Linked DNA regions of Zea mays: region 1 is linked to region 2. Evidence: chromatin contacts called from public Hi-C data. All regions are on one chromosome and are shown on one strand. Each heading gives the region's core, a stretch centred on a gene start, on an enhancer-like site or on the middle of the called end of the contact. The rest is flanking DNA. Distances are from core to core; before and after follow the strand shown. Region 1 holds the start of LOC100193985. Region 2 holds the start of LOC100304257.

The links. Hi-C and Micro-C count contacts between places; a contact is called where the count stands out from the background.
Region 1: a contact with region 2 is called in a Hi-C map of tassel, with 2.4 times the contacts expected there. The contact joins the promoter of LOC100193985 here to the promoter of LOC100304257 in region 2. A contact is called at or near these places in 2 of 25 Hi-C or Micro-C datasets (ear and tassel).

What each region holds. Positions count from the first base shown.
Region 1 is chr4:23,805,533-23,811,241 of Zm-B73-REFERENCE-NAM-5.0, forward strand. It overlaps LOC100193985, which reads left to right and starts at 4,303. Exons shown (of 1, transcript NM_001139051.1): 1 at 4,303-5,572. The coding sequence starts at 4,660. The coding sequence ends at 5,286.
Region 2 is chr4:23,365,109-23,370,528 of Zm-B73-REFERENCE-NAM-5.0, forward strand. LOC100304257 reads right to left here and starts at 4,092. Exons shown (of 8, transcript NM_001165700.1): 1 at 3,665-4,092; 2 at 2,385-2,547; 3 at 1,892-2,092; 4 at 1,211-1,453; 5 at 593-740; 6 at 400-465. The coding sequence starts at 4,034.

The DNA of each region.
Region 1 (5,709 bases), core at 3,053-5,552, 440 kb after region 2:
CCCCCTACTGATCAGAGGTTCGAAGGCTGGCCCCTCAGAAGGGTTCAACAGCCGCCTCAGAGCACTCGGGCTCCGCACCCACTACTGGTTAGAGGTTCGAAGGCTGGCCCCTCGGAAGGGTTCAACGGCCGCCTCAGGCCACTCGGGCTCCACGCCCACTACTGATCAGGGGTTCGTAGGCTAGCCCCCGAAGGGTTCTGACAGCCGCCTCAGAGCAAGCAGAGCGAGGGATGACCCTGGGTACGTTCGATACATAACCAAGGCTCGGGATAAGCTCTCGAGGTAACCTAGGACATTTCCGAGACCGACGGGAACAATTTTGTAACGGAATCCCACCAGAGGGAGGCATCGAGCCCTCGGACCCCGTCAAAAGGGGACCGGGTCCGGCAAATCACCCGCAGGTACTTTTAGAGCGTGCCTCCGGGCCACTAGCCGACCCCTAACGAATGGGGCACGGGCGTCCACTCGGATTACCCATTAGCAACTCACTGGAGACACCATGTTCAGCGCCCTCCGAGGGCAACATGGCGCTTTCCCCCCTCCTCCTTGCGGAAAGGCGACGCAGGGGCGTATGTAAAAAGACGAGTCTGTCCTTGACGGTCCTCTTGCTCTGTGCGGAGGCTCGGGGGCTGCTCTCGCAAACCCGGCTCTGGCCAAACCGTTGACAGCGTCAACATACCAGCCCGAGAACTTTGGACTCGACTGTACACCCGGGCTACGACCAGTTCGCATGAGGGAACAACCAGACCGGCCTAAGCATTACAAAACGCACTAAGACCTCGAAGGAGTCAAACCACTCCTCCGAGGCCTCGGGGGCTACACACGGCGGGTGCGCTCGCGCGCACCCACCGGAACGAAACGCAACCGAGAAAGGTCGGTCCCCTTGCAAAAAAAAGTGCGACAAAAGCCTCCAAGCGAGTATCAACACTCCCTTCGAGGCTCGGAGGCTACTGTCGGGGACCATAATTAGGGGTACCCCCAAGACTCCTAATCTCAGCTGGTAACCCCCATCAGCACAAAGCTGCAAAGGCCTGATGGGCGCGATTAAGGTCAAGGCTTAGTCCACTCGAGGGACACGATCTCGCCTCGCCCGAGCCCAGCCTCGGGCAAAGGTAGCCGACCCCGGAGGATCCACGTCTCGCCCGAGGGCCCCCTCAAGCAACGGGCACACCTTCGGCTCGCCCGAGGCCCAGTCTTCGCAGAGAAGCAACCTTGGCCAGATCGCCATGCCAACCAACCGTATCGCAGGAGCATTTAATGCAAGGATCGCCTGACACCTTATCCTGACGCGCGCTCTTGAGTCGACAGAGCCGAAGTGACCGTAGTCACTTCGCCGCTCCACTGACCGGCCTGACAAGAGAACAGCGCCGCCTGCGTCGCTCCGACTGCTGTGCCACTCGACAGAGTGAGGCTGACAGCAGCTAAGTCCAGCCTCGGGCGCCCTAGGAAGCTCTGCCTCGCCCGACCCAGGGCACGGACTCAGCCTCGGCTCCGGAAGACGACGAACTCCGCTTCGCCCGACCGCAGGGCTCGGACTCAGCCTCGGCTCCGGAAGACGACGAACTCCGCCTCGCCCGACCCTAGGGCTCGGACTCAGCCTCGGCTCCGGAAGACGACGAACTCCGCCTCGCCTGACCCCAGGGCTCGGACTCAGCCTCGGCTCCGGAAGACGACGAACTCCGCCTCGCCCGATCCCAGGGCTCCGGAAGACGGTCTCTGCCTCACCCGACCCGAGGCTCGGACTCGACCTCGACCTCGGAGGAACCTCCGCCTTGCCCGACCTAGGGCTCGGACCGACCACGTCACAAGAGGGGCCATCATTACCCTACCTCTAGCTAGCTCAGGCTACGGGGAAAAAGACCGGCGTCCCATCTAGCTCGTCCCGGTAAACAAATAATGATGGCACCCCGCGTGCTCCATGACGACGGCGGCTCTCAGCCCCTTACGGAAGCAAGGAGACGTCAGCAAGGACTCAACAGCCCCGACAGCTGTCCTTCCGCAAGGCTCCAGCGCTCCTCCGAAGGCCACGACATCACATGAACAGGGTGCAAAAACCTCTCTGGCTGCCACGACGGCATGTACTTAGGGCTCTAGCTCCTCTCTGCTAGACACGTTAGCACACTGCTACATCCCCCATTGTACACCTGGGCCCTCTCCTTACGCCTATAAAAGGAAGGTCCAGGGCTCTCGTACGGGAGGGTTGGCCGCGCGGGAGAACGGGCCGACGCGTAAGTCTCTCGCTCTCTCTCCCACGCGGACGCTTGTAACCCCCTACTGCAAGCGCACCCGACCTGGACGCAGGACAACACGAAGGTTGCGGGTTTCCCCTTTTTGCCTGTCTCCTTCCCCCCTTCGTGCTCCGTCTCGTGCCGACCTATCTGGGCTGGGACACGCGGCGACAGTTTACTCGTCGGTCCAGGGATCCCCCGGGGTCGAAACGCCGACAATATATAACATACATTAAGTGTGGTATGAAACCATTAAAAAGGCAAAACAAATTTTAACTTGGGACAAATAGAGTATTTTTAGCATTCTCATTACTTTATCTTAGGATGTAGGATGCCACTGGTGTGTGCGCGTAGCGCTAGATATCGAGTCAGCTCGGCTCGACTAAACTCGAACTGACTCGTTAAGTTAACAAGCTGGTTCAGCTGGTTAAGAAACCGAGCCAGAGAATTATCTCGGCTCAGCTCGTTGGTGGGCTCGAGCTGGCTTGTTTAGATCGTGAGCCACAACAAAAAAAATAATATGCATATATATACAACAATATAATCAATTTTTCATTAATTCTAGATTAATTTGACGCTAGAAAAGAGTAATAGTACTCATAATTTCATATATCACATCAATTCAACATCAAATTAACGCATACCATCACTTATTAGTTTATCTAATATAAGTGTAGGTTTTGTTTTGCTGACAAACGCTAACTCGTTCGATCTGACATGCTAGCTTAGCTCGTGACAAAATTGTAACAAGTCAAGTTAAACCGAACTGAGCTAACCACGAGCAACGCGAGTTGACGAACAAGTATTTATATTTTATCTAGCACTATGGGTGCTCTTGTTTTTTTCCTTGTTGTGATTATAGATCCTACGAAGTGTCCAATAACGGGTGGTGGTCCAGATGAAGCAGGGAGAAGCTTTGTGGACGAACGCCAAGATACGAAAGCCCGTTAAGAGTTAGGTTGGCAACCATATTTTTTAAAAGCATTTGCATTTTACTAAAAGAAATTAGTTTATTTTCTCTTTTGCAGGGCGTTTGGAACCCTTTATTTTAGAGGAATTGAAATTCACTCAATAAAGTAACTTATTTAGTTTGGAATTTAACATTCCACCACTTTCCAAAGTTTATAAGTCTATCTCAAATTCATAGGTTAGAGGATCGGAAATGATTTTATGCACTAGTAGAATTTGTTTCTACTCTATAACTTATATGAAACTCTTCGTATCACTTCTCTATAGTAAAAATGTAGCACATAAATATCTCCGGCATCTTGCTAATAATATAATACAAATATATTTTACATAAAACTGAATTAGCTTAATTAATATATGCCTAAATTACTATTAATAGATTGGAATTCAATTCTAATGATCCAACGGGATGTTGGGGAAATAAGAATCTCTTGGAAAAATAGAGTTGTCAAACTAGCTCTAAAGAAGCTCGTTCCAAAGTTTGACAATTCTGGAAAGCTTCAATTTTTGTATTTGAGGAAACTTTGAACTCGGTAGGTAGAGTAGCCCCAAAACTAGGTTTTTCTTTAGCCGGGCCGGACCTGAGCATAACTTGACACGGTCTCCGACACAAAAAAAACTTTACTATGTGTTCTACATTACAGAGAATGATTTTTTCATCAGTGAACCTTGAATAGCTGGTTAGTGAGTAGGGCTTTTTCTTTGTTTCTTTACCCCCATGTTGGGCCATTTTCTGTACCTACTGTACAAAGGTGACCCCCGGCACATCTGGCAACAGGAGCCCAGGTAAGGCCCATGTCGTGGCATGGATGCGCAATGAAGTGAAAGTGAAACTGCTGCAGGGGTTGCGTTGCGGTGATGTTGCAGGCTGCGGGGACATCCGCCGCCGCCTCTACTGGCTACAGCACGTGGTACTGTGGTAGAAATCGTCACGGCTACCGGCTACAGTCCTCCGAGCTAATTTCCTTATTATGAAAGCGGCAAGGAAACGCGGCTTCCTAGCGCATCCACGTTAGAGCATTTTTCTACAGCCGCATGATCTCAATTGAATGGTCACGATCTCAATAAGACATACGACAGATCTCCAGATAGAGTAACTCCTCCAGATCCAACAGGGAATTCTAGACGCCGCCGGAAGGCACGAGGGGGCGGGGCGACGAGGGTATGGTCTCCTCCATCGCCTCCCTCCCTGCACGGAGCATTCCAGACGCCGCCTGAAGCCACGAAGAGGCCAACACGAGGAGGGTATGGTATCCTCCATCGCCTCCCTCCATCTCGCCCCCGAGGCGAATCGAGAGGCCTCGGTCCCCGCTAGTCCGGCGAGATCCGAGCGCGGCCAAATCGAGTCGGGATTCGTGGTAGCTGCAGCTCAGCGAGGCAAGATCCGGACGGCGAGCCGAGGAATCCACGCAGCGGCTAGCTCCAATAAACCCATGGCGCCACTGGCACGTGTTCTCCACTGATGGTGGACACCTCCACCTCCCCCAATTCCGCCGCTGCCGGCGGCGGCACCATCATCGACGACCTCCACGGCTTCCTCCGCCACGGTCTACACACCCACTCCTCCGTCCTCTGCGCCCACGCCTTCCTCTTCCGCCGTGGCCTCCTCCTCGGCCACCCCGTCCCCGCCGGCCTCCTCATCGCCTCCGCCTGCTCCGCCGCCTCAACGCCCGCTCACATCCTCCGCCTCATTCGCCACCTACCTCCTCCCCTACCGCTCTTCTCCCTCGATGCTGCACTCCGCGCCCTAAGCCCTCGCATCCCTTTCTCCGCCCTCCTCTCCCTCTTCGCGGCCCTCCTCCGCTCCCACCACCCGCTATTCCCCGACCACTTCTCCTTCCCGCCTCTCCTCTCTGCTGCCGCCTCTGCCACCTCTCCACGGGCAGCTCCTCCGCCGCGGCCTCCTCTTCTCTTCGCCGCCCCACGCTGCCAACGCCCTCTTCCACTTTTATGCCACTGCCGGCGGCATCTTGTCCGCCCGCTACCTGTTCGACGAAATGCCATTCAGGGACATCGCGTCCTGCAACACCCTGATGACGGCCTTAGCCAGAACACCCGGTGGCTTGGATGTCGCACGCCAGGTTTTTGAGGGAATGCACTTGAGAAATGTGGTGTCATGGAACGTCATGATTAACGGATACGTCAAGGCGAATCAGCCTGACAACCTGTGCGTTTTTGCGTCGTTTTGAGGATGATAACCTGTTGGGGCAGCCACATCATGTGCTAGCTCCAATCGAACGAACGAGCAAAGCAAGGGGGATAAGAACAAGCGAGCGAGCGAGCGAACGGACAGAAGTGGTAAGTCGGGCAAAAGCGGCGGGTCCCGGGATTTGATGAAAAAAAAACAACGGACAGAAGGGGGATTTGATTTGATGAAAAAAAACAACGCGCGCAAGGCGCGCATCAAACACTAGTAAGTGACAGCCGAGAACAGAATCCACAATCCAGGGCAAGCACGTGGTCTGGCTTAGAGATCGATTCGAGATCCTTTATCATATTTTAATTCAAATTC
Region 2 (5,420 bases), core at 2,842-5,341:
CCCCTCTGCCGCAGGCTTGGTTCTAGGGTAGCAGCTCTAGGCGCTTGAGAGGGTCATTGCAAGAGAGAGAGATTGAGAGATTGGTTTGATAATGATCTTGCTTGATTTATTCCCTGCTGTCATGCGGCTTATAAATAGCCCTATGGCTAACCAACTTCTCCTACAAACTCTCAACTAACTCCTACTTTCTTGGACTTATCTGATGCTAACCAACTCTCCACAATTCTCTCATTTCAATCTTATTCTCTAACCTTATCCCAGCTCATCTCAATCTTATTCTCTAGCCTTATCCCAGCCTGGTTGTTGCCTCTCGCACCCTATTATGCCCATGACAGATTCCAACAAGGGTCAGAACTAAGAAAGGGCCATGAGATGATGAGAGTGAAAAGTGAATAATACCTTATCATTTCCAACAATCTCCAGACTAGAAGTCTTGGCAAACAATTTGTAATCAAAATTAAGTACCTGAAAACAATTGCAGAATCAACATCCAACTTCCTAATATTTCAAGAAATACATAATCAGTCTCCATAGTGCTTGAAATACAATGCTAAGTTCACCCTGTAGTATTCAATTCAACCTAGCAGCTAACCTCTGCAAACTCACTGATGTCTGACTTTATCTCCTTCACAAATGCTGGTGTGTCTGAGACCAAGGCCACCAGAGCTGTACCCTTAATATGGCTAAACTGTAGGGCTTTCTTGATACAAAGAACTGCAGCTTTTCTTGCTCGGACTGGCCTAGAGTAATAATAGGAGTTAACCTTCAACTGTTCAAAACATATGATGTATTCTAAAATGTAGGTGTGTTAGCCAACTATCGCCTCATTACTAATTAGCTCTTTAGCTCGCCTTTGCACAACACTGAGTGCTGCTAACAGATTATTTGCATGATACATGTGGTGGACATTCTGAAAATGAAAGATATTGAGTAAATATTGAAAATTTGAAATTGACTATTACTGTTTCAAACTTAAGTTTGAAGATTATATTACGGAAATAAAAGAAATATGCAAAGCTATCTTGGGTTACATTAACAATTTCAGCTACAAAGAAGCATTTTCAGTGACTACTGATGAACGAGATAAGTAGGCAAGTGAAATTGCATGATGTCAATATTCTACTACACTGCAGTTTTCCTTTTTGAACTGATGGGACAATCTATATAATTACTTCAATTTACACAAGCATCCACAAATAGTGCGCCATACCTATTCGCCATCATGCGCATGTGCAAAACAATATCTGGATTCACACCCTTCAAAGCCCAGTCAACTGCTTCTTGGACTTTGCTGGATGGAGATATAATAGCTCGCATAAGTTCACCAAATGTATTAGGCCTGGCGTACAATGAGTCTGGCAATCCAAAAAGAGCCGACGCGGCAGCCTTCATTCTAGGATGAACATTCTTCAGAAAGAACTGAATCCCAACTGCATCTGTTGCGCCATCAAACCTAGAATCGTGAATAAGTAGCACCATTCAGCATGCTTTTTACACATGGCTTTTGTATGAAAACTAAGGGCTCAAGAAAAGAAAGCAAATGAACTACTAATGTGTAAAGAACTGAATAAACAAGAAAGAATAAATGTACTACAACAAATGATTAGTTACATAAGAAATGCACACTAACAGAAATGACTGCTTAGTGGTCACCTAAGGCTTAAGAAATAAAAATTTAACCTTCGCGAACTTGTTCTCTAAACACTAAGCCTTGTGTAAGTGCAAGATGTGTCAGATATCTTCATCATCTAGTGTGCCTCTGGAGTAAATTAGGAAAGTTATCACCATTATTATTTTCTGCCCTTCTTCCAATCAATAACATATGCAGGTCATGCCAAGAGAAATATTGTAAAACGTAAAACTTATTCTAGGCTGTAACTGTAATACTAACCAGATAATTGAATCCTTCCAGCTATTCCAGTCACTACACAGAACATTCGTCTCAGTTGGATTTTCAAAAATATCCACTCTGATATTCAGATCTCTACCATATGTCCTAGCACAGCGATGCTTCCTCCACAAATGTTTGATTTCATGAATAGTGAATGACTGGTTGGTATAAGAAATGTACTCCCCAAAAGGATACAGTCCCCTGTTTGTTAGAGAAGAACAAAAATTTGTAAGTGGATAATGAATATTAATCACCACTGCTATTGAACTACAGAATCTATTTATCAGGGGTTCACAGCCATGATAATACGCAACAATTCACAATTAAACATCCTGTAAAAATTAACAATATATAAGCAACATAAAGTTTGAAGAATGTTTGGCAACAACAACAGGAAAAGAAGCAAATTCATAGAACTCAATGCTTCCGACCAATCGCATAATAGTCAAATCAAAGATACACATGAAAAGTAGCAGAGTGTAAATCCATATGCCTTGTTTGCCCGATGATCAAAGATCGGTTTAACATGACACTCAAGGCTCCCGCTGTTAAGATCTTGTACATTTCATTGCCAAATCCAGCTTCAGATGCTTTCCCCAACACAAATCCTTGTTTGCAGAATTCATGGGCAGGAAGCATTCTCACTCTTTCTGCTCCTGGCAAGTTAATTGAAGATGTAAACGTTGGGCTCCTGTGCATAACTACAAAGTGCAATTCTCCATGCAAATCTATTGGATACATCACAGTTGACTTATGACTGAACTATGTGATGCACATGTTAATTTACACTTCGTAAGCATGTGATGGGCCACAAACATGATAGCTTTTAATTTGTGTCTCTCTCCTGAACAAGTTTGTATCATGTGAATAGAAATTTTGTTGAATCAAGTAAACCAATGCTTCAAACAATTCAATAAACAGTGGTAGAAGATAGGCGGCCAACTTTCAATTTTGTATAAAAAAAATCATATACTGATTGTTCTGTTTATTAGTTGTTGATGTTCACAGCAACACTATATTGTGACAGGAAGCCCAATGAGTAATAAAGAACCTATGTAGACACTGCAGTTACAAATGGATATACTGGTGCATAATGTAGAAGAATGACAGTGGATATGTACCAAAATTCAGTTTGGTTCAAGGTTCTGTAATACACAAATACACAATCCTAATGTGATTTGCTAGAAACAACCACATGTAGTGGGGCGAATGATGGCAGCAAGTAGTTATGAGAACATACTTCGAGCAATGTCAATTTCTGCCACCGCCAGCAACATAAAAACTTGAGAAGTTCATAAGGGGCAATCAACTAATGTGAATTGCCAACCTATCAGGCGCTTTTCAGGCTAGTCCCCAATTCATTCCTAAATGGAGTGTTTGGATGAGCTAGAGCCAGTTACTAGTTAGGCTAAAAAATAGCTCAAAATAGACCAGGTTAGCTATCTAGATGGCTAACAATTAGTTGAACACTTGTCTAACAAATTAGCTCGCCTATTAGCCATTTAGCCCTCATGTTTGGATGCACTAGAGCTAATTTGGGCTAATGTATAGTTAGCTATAGTCATTAGCCCTTATAACAAAATAAGCCCTGTGTTGATAGCGTATGCCATCAAACTAGCCGGTTTATGGATCATATTCTAATCCACATATTGGTCCAAAAAAATATTCTAATTCACATATACATAGCATGGCTAACAAACCATGGAGCATTTACAGGGGAATAAAAACAGAGATCAAAATCGAGGAGACATCCTCTTCGTGACCGGAACGCACCGTGGAGCTCGAAGTGGCGCCGGATCATCTCGCGGACCCGCAGGCTGGCCTGCTCCGGAGAGCCCCGCCCAGCACCAGCGGCCTCCTCCCCCATCATCTCCACCGTTGCGCACGTGGCCCTGTCAACAACTACCGCAGGGTCACTGGCATCCGGATCCCGCTCCGCGGGAGGCGAGTCGTCGAGGAGCTCGTCTGAGGAGTCGCGGGCGTGGGACGCGGCGGAAGGGTTTGGGCGTTTAGGACCGTGGTGGTGCTGGAGTACGAGGAGGATGAGGGCCGCAGCGGAGAAGGCGGCCAAGAGGAGGGCTCGCTGAAGGAGACGCGATGACGAGCGGCCCCCGCGCCGCCATCTCATGGGTGCCGGCGGCATGGGAATGGCCGGCTGCGCGGGACTGCGGTACTGGCCTCCTGGGCTGGAACGAGCACCGGTGCGGCGGTGCCCTGTTCTGGACTGCAATACTGCCGCAATACTGTGCTGGAGCGAGCGCGCATTGGTCCGGTGTTGATTTTTTTTCTTTTTTATGTTTTTGAAAATATATAGAGGAGAGGAATAAATTGCTATGCGTATGTATCTGTCATAACCATTAAATTTAAATAGTTACATACATATTTTAGTTTTATTTAATATATCATTTAAAATGTAAATATATAAATATATTTTTTTCTTTGATCCGGGAATCCTAGAAATGATTTAAGTTTCTAAACTAGCCCTGCATTTTTGGGATTGCTACCCTGAGTAATAAGAGTATCACAAAAAGCTCTCTAGAAAATGACTCTTCAAAATCCGTTTTAACCGGCATCTAAAAAATTAGTGAGGGTAGATTTTAATTCTCTCTCCAACAGATCCCTTAAAGTGGCATATTGTTTCTGGGGAGCCCAAAAAACCTCTCATTTGTAGCTACAAATGAGGAAGTTTTAAGAGCTATGAAAAAAGTTTGGAACGTTTTAGGGGAACTGTTGGATATACGTTTTTGTATTTTTTCCAAAAAACTTTATTTAGAAGAGACTTATGGTAAGCTTTTGGGGATGCTATAACAAGGATTTTATTATGATTTGATTTTCTAAACTAGTCCTAAAGACTTGTTTGAATGTATAAGGAGTTAAGGGTTGGAGTGGATGAGCGACATATAATGGCCCTGTTTGTTTCGGATTCTAGCAGCTTCTGGCCACTAAAAACTGCTGCGGACTGCCAAACGCTCAGCTTTTCAGCCAGCTTCTATAAAATTCGTTGGGACAAAAACCATCCAAAATCAATATAAACACATAATCGGTTAAGTCGTTGTAATAGTAGGAATCCATCACTTTGTAGATCCTGAGTCCTATGAACAACTTCATCTTCTTCCACACGTAATCGTAATGATACTCAGATTCTCCCCACAGCCAGATTCTCCTCACAGCCAGATTTTCAGAAAAGCTGGTCAGAAAAAAGCTGAACCAAACAGGCCCATTGTCTAACCTGGGAAAGCCCACGGCAGTTTGGAGTTTTGGCCCGAAAGAAATGCACAAAAGGCGAAAAGGGACGTTGCTCCTAATAAGGCTGTCTAGTAGAGAGTTTTCTAGCATGATCTTTTAAAACTGCCATGCTATCTATAACAAAATGAAAAAATAAACGAAACACTCTTTTTTAATGAAAAGTTTCATTTTAGAATTTGTAGATATATAATTCCATGACCCATATATAGTCGATAATAATTGTGCTAGCTAAGACAGTTTGATCTCCATGACACTCACTTGTTCTCTTTTTTAAAAAAACGTT